Linked DNA regions of Mus musculus: region 2 is linked to region 1. A link is a contact called in public Hi-C data. All regions are on one chromosome and are shown on one strand. The core of a region is the stretch at or near the end of the contact, and the rest is flanking DNA. Distances in the headings are between cores, read along the strand shown. Region 1 overlaps Kcnma1 (potassium large conductance calcium-activated channel, subfamily M, alpha member 1). Region 2 overlaps Kcnma1 (potassium large conductance calcium-activated channel, subfamily M, alpha member 1).

Evidence for each region. A called contact is a pair of places that touch in the nucleus more often than the background predicts.
Region 2: a Hi-C map of cerebral cortex shows a contact between it and region 1, with 1.9 times the contacts expected there. The contact joins two enhancer-like sites. A contact is called at or near these places in 3 of 484 Hi-C or Micro-C datasets (cerebral cortex and cortical neurons) and 1 of 9 other capture datasets (embryonic stem cells).

The regions. Positions count from the first base shown.
Region 1 is chr14:23,586,205-23,588,990 of GRCm38.p6, reverse strand. The region is part of intron 5 of Kcnma1 (potassium large conductance calcium-activated channel, subfamily M, alpha member 1); the gene reads left to right. Among named protein-coding and RNA genes, the nearest start is that of Gm51422, 63 kb to the left of the region's middle. Within about 2 kb of position 1,315, at least 11 of the 459 cell types and tissues checked have an H3K27ac peak or open chromatin away from gene starts, as enhancers often do. A contact at or near this core is called in cerebral cortex, where this site is marked.
Region 2 is chr14:23,758,707-23,761,501 of GRCm38.p6, reverse strand. The region is part of intron 2 of Kcnma1 (potassium large conductance calcium-activated channel, subfamily M, alpha member 1); the gene reads left to right. Among named protein-coding and RNA genes, the nearest start is that of Gm51422, 110 kb to the right of the region's middle. Within about 2 kb of position 1,536, at least 20 of the 459 cell types and tissues checked have an H3K27ac peak or open chromatin away from gene starts, as enhancers often do. A contact at or near this core is called in cerebral cortex, where this site is marked.

The DNA of each region.
Region 1 (2,786 bases), core at 66-2,565:
TTTTGCTTCTTGGCTCTGAGATGTGCTTGCTGAGAATGGTCAGTATGTCCAGATCATGAGAGCCACATGCAAATCTCCGTCCTGAGTAGGTCCATGGGCTGGCGCATCCCAGCCTTCTCAGCTGAGCTGACGATTGGCTTTGTGACCTTTGTGACTGGGTCTTGTTCTCCACTCAGTCTGTGAAGGACATTGACAGACTGCCGCCTTATAATTCTGAGAAGGGCAGGAACCGAGGGACTTTAGAAATCAATAAATGATGCAGCCTCATGGGAAGCATCAGTGTTGAAACTGAAAACAGAGCAATGGCATGCTGGATTATAAAATTAATAACATTAACAATAACAACAATAATAGTAACAACAACAACCCAACCAAAACAATCAAAAGAACCTGTCCACTCTTGCAGGAGAAAACATTTAATACGATGCTTTTGCTTCTTAGTAACTGCCCTTGGGTGGAGTCCCAAACCTTCCTGCCTATTACGGAAGAGTCATTTTAGTCAAAAACTAGGAGGTCCCTCTGTCTGATTTAATACATAGGTTATCACCCTGGGAAACAAGCATTGTACTCATGAGCCACCACAGAAACTAATGAACGTTCTCAGGAAACAGTCCTACAAAGATGAAAAGGACCATTAGGTGTGAACAGCCTTTCCCTTATCCTGGAAAGTGGAGGTATACTGCCTTCACACTGACTGGGATTTGGGATAAGATAGATACAAGAAATAAGACTACTGAAGTACTGCACAAAGTTTTGAGGGTGGGGGCATGGTACTGCTGGCATCATGGTGATTGAAAACCAGAGTGGTTACCAGGGGCCTGATCTGTATCTCTTACAATGCACCACCCAGACCATGTTGCCATTCTTATTCTTAGCACAGGATTGCATATTATATAATAAAGCATATATATCACTTATATATGTCCGTTTAAGACACTCAGTAATACAGCCAACATAACAATGGTGAGTATTCAAATGCTGCAGCAATGGTCCTACCATTCAATCTGTTACCTAAATCCTCTCAATCTTCAGATCAAACCTATGAGGTAGGAATTGTTAATTACTTCATGTTTCCAGACCAGGCACCTGAAGCTCAGAGAGGTTGACTCTCTTGTCCAAGTTCACACAGCCTGTTTGGACAATTTTCCCCAGTCTGACATGATGTCACTGCACTCTTTTGCTGACCTTGAGCTTCTGACCTTAACCTTGCAAGATTGGGAGCTTTGAGGACCGATTTGGGAAAGGCAGCACCCACTCTGCTGCTTGATGTTGGCATTCCTCCATCCCCACTTACTCATCCCACAACGCTTTGCCTCGGGCCGGAAGGGAGGGGGAGAGCTCTTATTTAAGAGCGCACACTCCTATATCTCTTCTCTCGCACTCCTCCTTTGCCACCTCCAGTTTCTAGAAATGCCACGAGGACCAGAGAAGCATACAGAAGTGGCATGGTGTCTCCCAAGTTTCGGGGCACTTCGTCAGCTTGTAGATCTTGCAGAGGACCAAGGGCTTCCATGTGATCACACTCAGCAGAGAGAAGTAGATCAGAATCCAGCTCTCTGTTCTGTCCCAGTTCAATTAGCTCTTCCTCAGCCACTGGCCCACGGGTCTCTTGATGCAAGATCACACTTACTTGCCTCCAGTCCTGCTTTCTTAGTATTATCCCCTGTAAAAGGATGGTAGCAAGGGCGGCTCCCTCATAGGGTTACAACTGGGCTCTAGTGTGGAAGCTACATACTAAGAACATAGTGAAAACTTTGCTAGCAGGGCAATAGCTATCCCAGCCTCTTTCTCTAACTTTTCCTCCATACTTTAAAGTACCAAAGAATCATATAGAGCAGGATGGGACCCCACAAAAGGCAGCAGGATGGGACGGCATCTATGTCTGCAGACGGCAAAGCTCTGCTTGTTTTAATTCCCATTCTCACACATGGGCTCATCCCTTCACAAAAATCCTCACCCCAACCACTAAAATAAGTGCACCCTGAAATGAGAGGAGGATTTTATTTTGAGCTACGAACAACACGTTTATCTGTCTGTTCTTTTAGAAACTCTACCCCCATGCGCGGTCAGCCATGCCACCTTTGTGCATGTAGATGTTTGTGTAGAAAGTCATCTCCTGTGGTTAGAGGAATGGAATAGGAGAAGCTTACTCACTGACCAGTTGCCTGATGTGCCTTTTATTATCTTAGTGATAGAGTTGAAACCCTGGGCCTTGTCTATGCTGGACAAGTGCTTCCCTCCCGAGTCACAGTTACAGCCCTGCCTAACCAATTTTTATTGAGCAGGTATTATGTGCTTAGCACTGGCTTGTGAGTATCACAGAAACAGCCTCCCTCTTTGTTAGCTGTGCCATGTTTTTAAACAGATTTTACCCATATTCTCTCTCTGACAGAATGAGGAGCGTGACTGGGGCCTCCAATGAATGGAACTTATCCATTCTAGGTCCAACAGTAGACCTTAACACCTTCAACAAATTTCACTAGAAAACAGAACACTCTAGTATGAAATAGAAAAATGAGCTAGTGGCCAGTCATAGAGGAAAACAACAACGAAATTGAGGCTATCTACTTAAAAATATGACTTTGTATCCTTTGTGTGTGTGTGTGTGTGTGTGTGTGTGTGTGTGTGTGTGTGTGTGTGTACATTCTAGAAAACAAGAACAACAGGTTAAAATAGGACACAACATAGTTCCTGTTTGAGACTAAGGTTCAATCTTATTTTGGAAACAAGATAAACAGACATGAAATGGCAGTAGGTAACATTGCCTACTATATAATTAAGTTCAG
Region 2 (2,795 bases), core at 287-2,786, 170 kb before region 1:
AGACCCTCGTTCCTCAACCCCTCCTGTGGCTTGCAGAAATTCTGGATGCTGCTTTGTTTTTGTTTTGTTTTGTTTTCCAGATTTTTTTGTTAATTTCCAGGCTATGCTAGAATCAAAATGGTGGTACTCAATTTCTTACTGTGTTTTCCTCTGGCCATACATGAAATACACATTGTGCCTTAGTTAGGGTTCTACTGCTGTGAACAGACACCATAGCCAAAGCAACGCTTATAAAGATAACATTTAATTGGGGCTGGCTTATCCATTATCATCACTGTGGGAGTATGGTGCGTCCAGGCAGGCATGATGCAGGAGGAGCTGAGAGTTCTACATCTTCATATGAAGGCTGCTAGCAGAACACTGACTTCCAGGCAGCTAGGATGAGGTTCCTAAAGCCCACACCCACAGTGACACACCTACTCCAACAAGTCCACACCTTCTAATAGTGCCACTCCTTGGGTCAAGCACATGCAAATCATCACACATGGGGGAACTGAGCCTCATGTGAGGATGATTGAAAACTTTTTGGATTGGGTGAAAGATGCTTGAATTCCTAGCTGCTCCAAGTGTCCCTCCCTACACTCAAGGCAACATAAGACTCTGCTAAATGTGGCTGTCTCTGCTTCTTGGAGAGTTCATGGGCCAAAGCAAAAGTGACTTCGCTAGCTTGGCTGTAGCGGAAGAGGTTGGGAAACCACACTGCTAACCTTTGCATCTGGGCCCAAAGGAGGAACAGTACTGAGTACTACCTGTAAATAATGGCTCCCAGAATCCCCCAGGCTCCTTCTTTCTGCAAGGTCCTCTGGTCATCATTACTTCTCCAAAGCTGCTACCATTTTAGCACAGGCTTTTTTCCCAGATCATTTATCCCATTGCATCCTATCTACTGGTTCATCTTTCTTCTCCAAGACAACAACAGGCTTTTCTCTAAGCCTGGGGTAGCCGCCTCTTTTTTCTATGTTGAGTCAGTTCCAAAAAATAGTGCAAACATCAGGGGCATAATTCAGGATACATAATGAAACGGTTCTCTTGTGTACTTTCATCAGATTATTACCGTCCTTGTAGTTGATATCTAATTATTCTTGTCATTTCACTCTAAGTCGTTGTGTCTCTTTTTTTATGTCTTTGCCTCTCAGCCCCTTTAGTTGCCTTGCAATTGTTCTGTTCATTCATCAGCTGTCCACCAAGCACCTACAAGGTACCTGTGAGGCACTCTGTAGATAGGAGCTCCATGTATATGTATGATCTAATCAGGACACACGGGATTAGAGATGACTCAGGATGATGACACTTCCTAAACTGGCTCACCTTCATCTCAGGCTGATATCCCTCATGGAAGGGGGATTAATTGTAGGCCAACTGAACAGTTATGTGAAGTGGGGATGGGGCTCTCATTTCTAGACATACCTCAAGCATCTCTTGAATGAATAGCTCATTCACTGTTGAATGAGGCCACCCAGATACACACGCACTCATTCCTGGAGTCACCTTCTAATTCTAAGGTTTCATAATGAGAGCATGCTTTCTTCAGGGGAGCAGGTGTCTGGTAGACTTGGACTCCTACGCTGTTCTTCCGATTATTTCCGGAGATCGGCACCTCTCCACTCTGGCTTGGCTGCACTTGTTTCTGTCACCCCCACAGGGCTGTGTTGTTTGTTCCTGGAGCAGAGAGACATCTGTCATCCTTACTGAGCCTTGACAGATGCCACATTCAAAGAACCAGCACTGGTTTGAACACAGAAAGCAGCGGCTGTGCTGTCATTGCCAGGATGGCTCAGTATAACTATTCCCACTGCCTCCTCCCCAGGCACAACCTTTCTTACCAGCTCTTGCAGAAGCAACCTTTCTGTGCTGAGGTGTTCTGAAGACTTGAACTAAAAGAATACCAAGCTTTGAGAAGCAAAGGTGAGGCAAGCAATGGGATTACAGGCTATGATACCTTTTGGGTGACATGTACCCATACCTCTGTGGGCTAGGAGAAGGCTAGAACACTGATCCCAAGCACAGTGGGGAAGACCTGGCAGGCAGGACAAAACCTCCTCATGGGTGTGAACAAGTCTCCTTTTGTCTATTCTCGAAAGTGCAGCCAGGCAGTGGTGGCACACACCTTTAATCCCAGCCTTAGGAGGTAGAGGCAAGCAGATTTCTGAGTTCGAGGCCAGCCTGGTCTACAAAGTGAGTTTCAGCACATCCAGGGCCACACAGAGAAACCCTGTCTCAAAAAAAACAACAATAAATAAATAAATAAATAAATAAATAAATAAATAAATAAAAACAGAAAAAAGAAAATGCCTCATTTGACCCTTGCCATCTCCGAGAACCAGAACTTGGGTAAATAGTATGTACATACACAGAATACATGGATGGCATTGAGTATTAAAGACTCCCGCTATTACATAAGATGGATGGCCTGAGGTTACTTCAAAGGCAAAACTTGGAGCAATGAAGATAAGAATATATGTGTCAGGGTCAGAAGATAAAGGAGAACCAGAGATAAAGTCCTTTAATCCAGTAGGGAAATCTTTGAAATAATTTATATGATGCATTATGTTCCTTCTTTTGGATGTCATCTTATTTTGACCATTTATTACCAATTCTCTATGAATCCCAGCCGACAAGCCCGAGAGTGTTCATGGACTTGCTTTGAAGAAGGCTGGGTTGAGAGTAGTCCTGTTTGGCATGCTCTGGACAGACTGTAGCCAGGAAATGATGCTGGAGCCAGATCTGTAAGCCAATGAGGGAAAGGGGATTATATGTTTTGTGTAGGCAAAGCTGTCAGGGGCTGAGATTTCTCC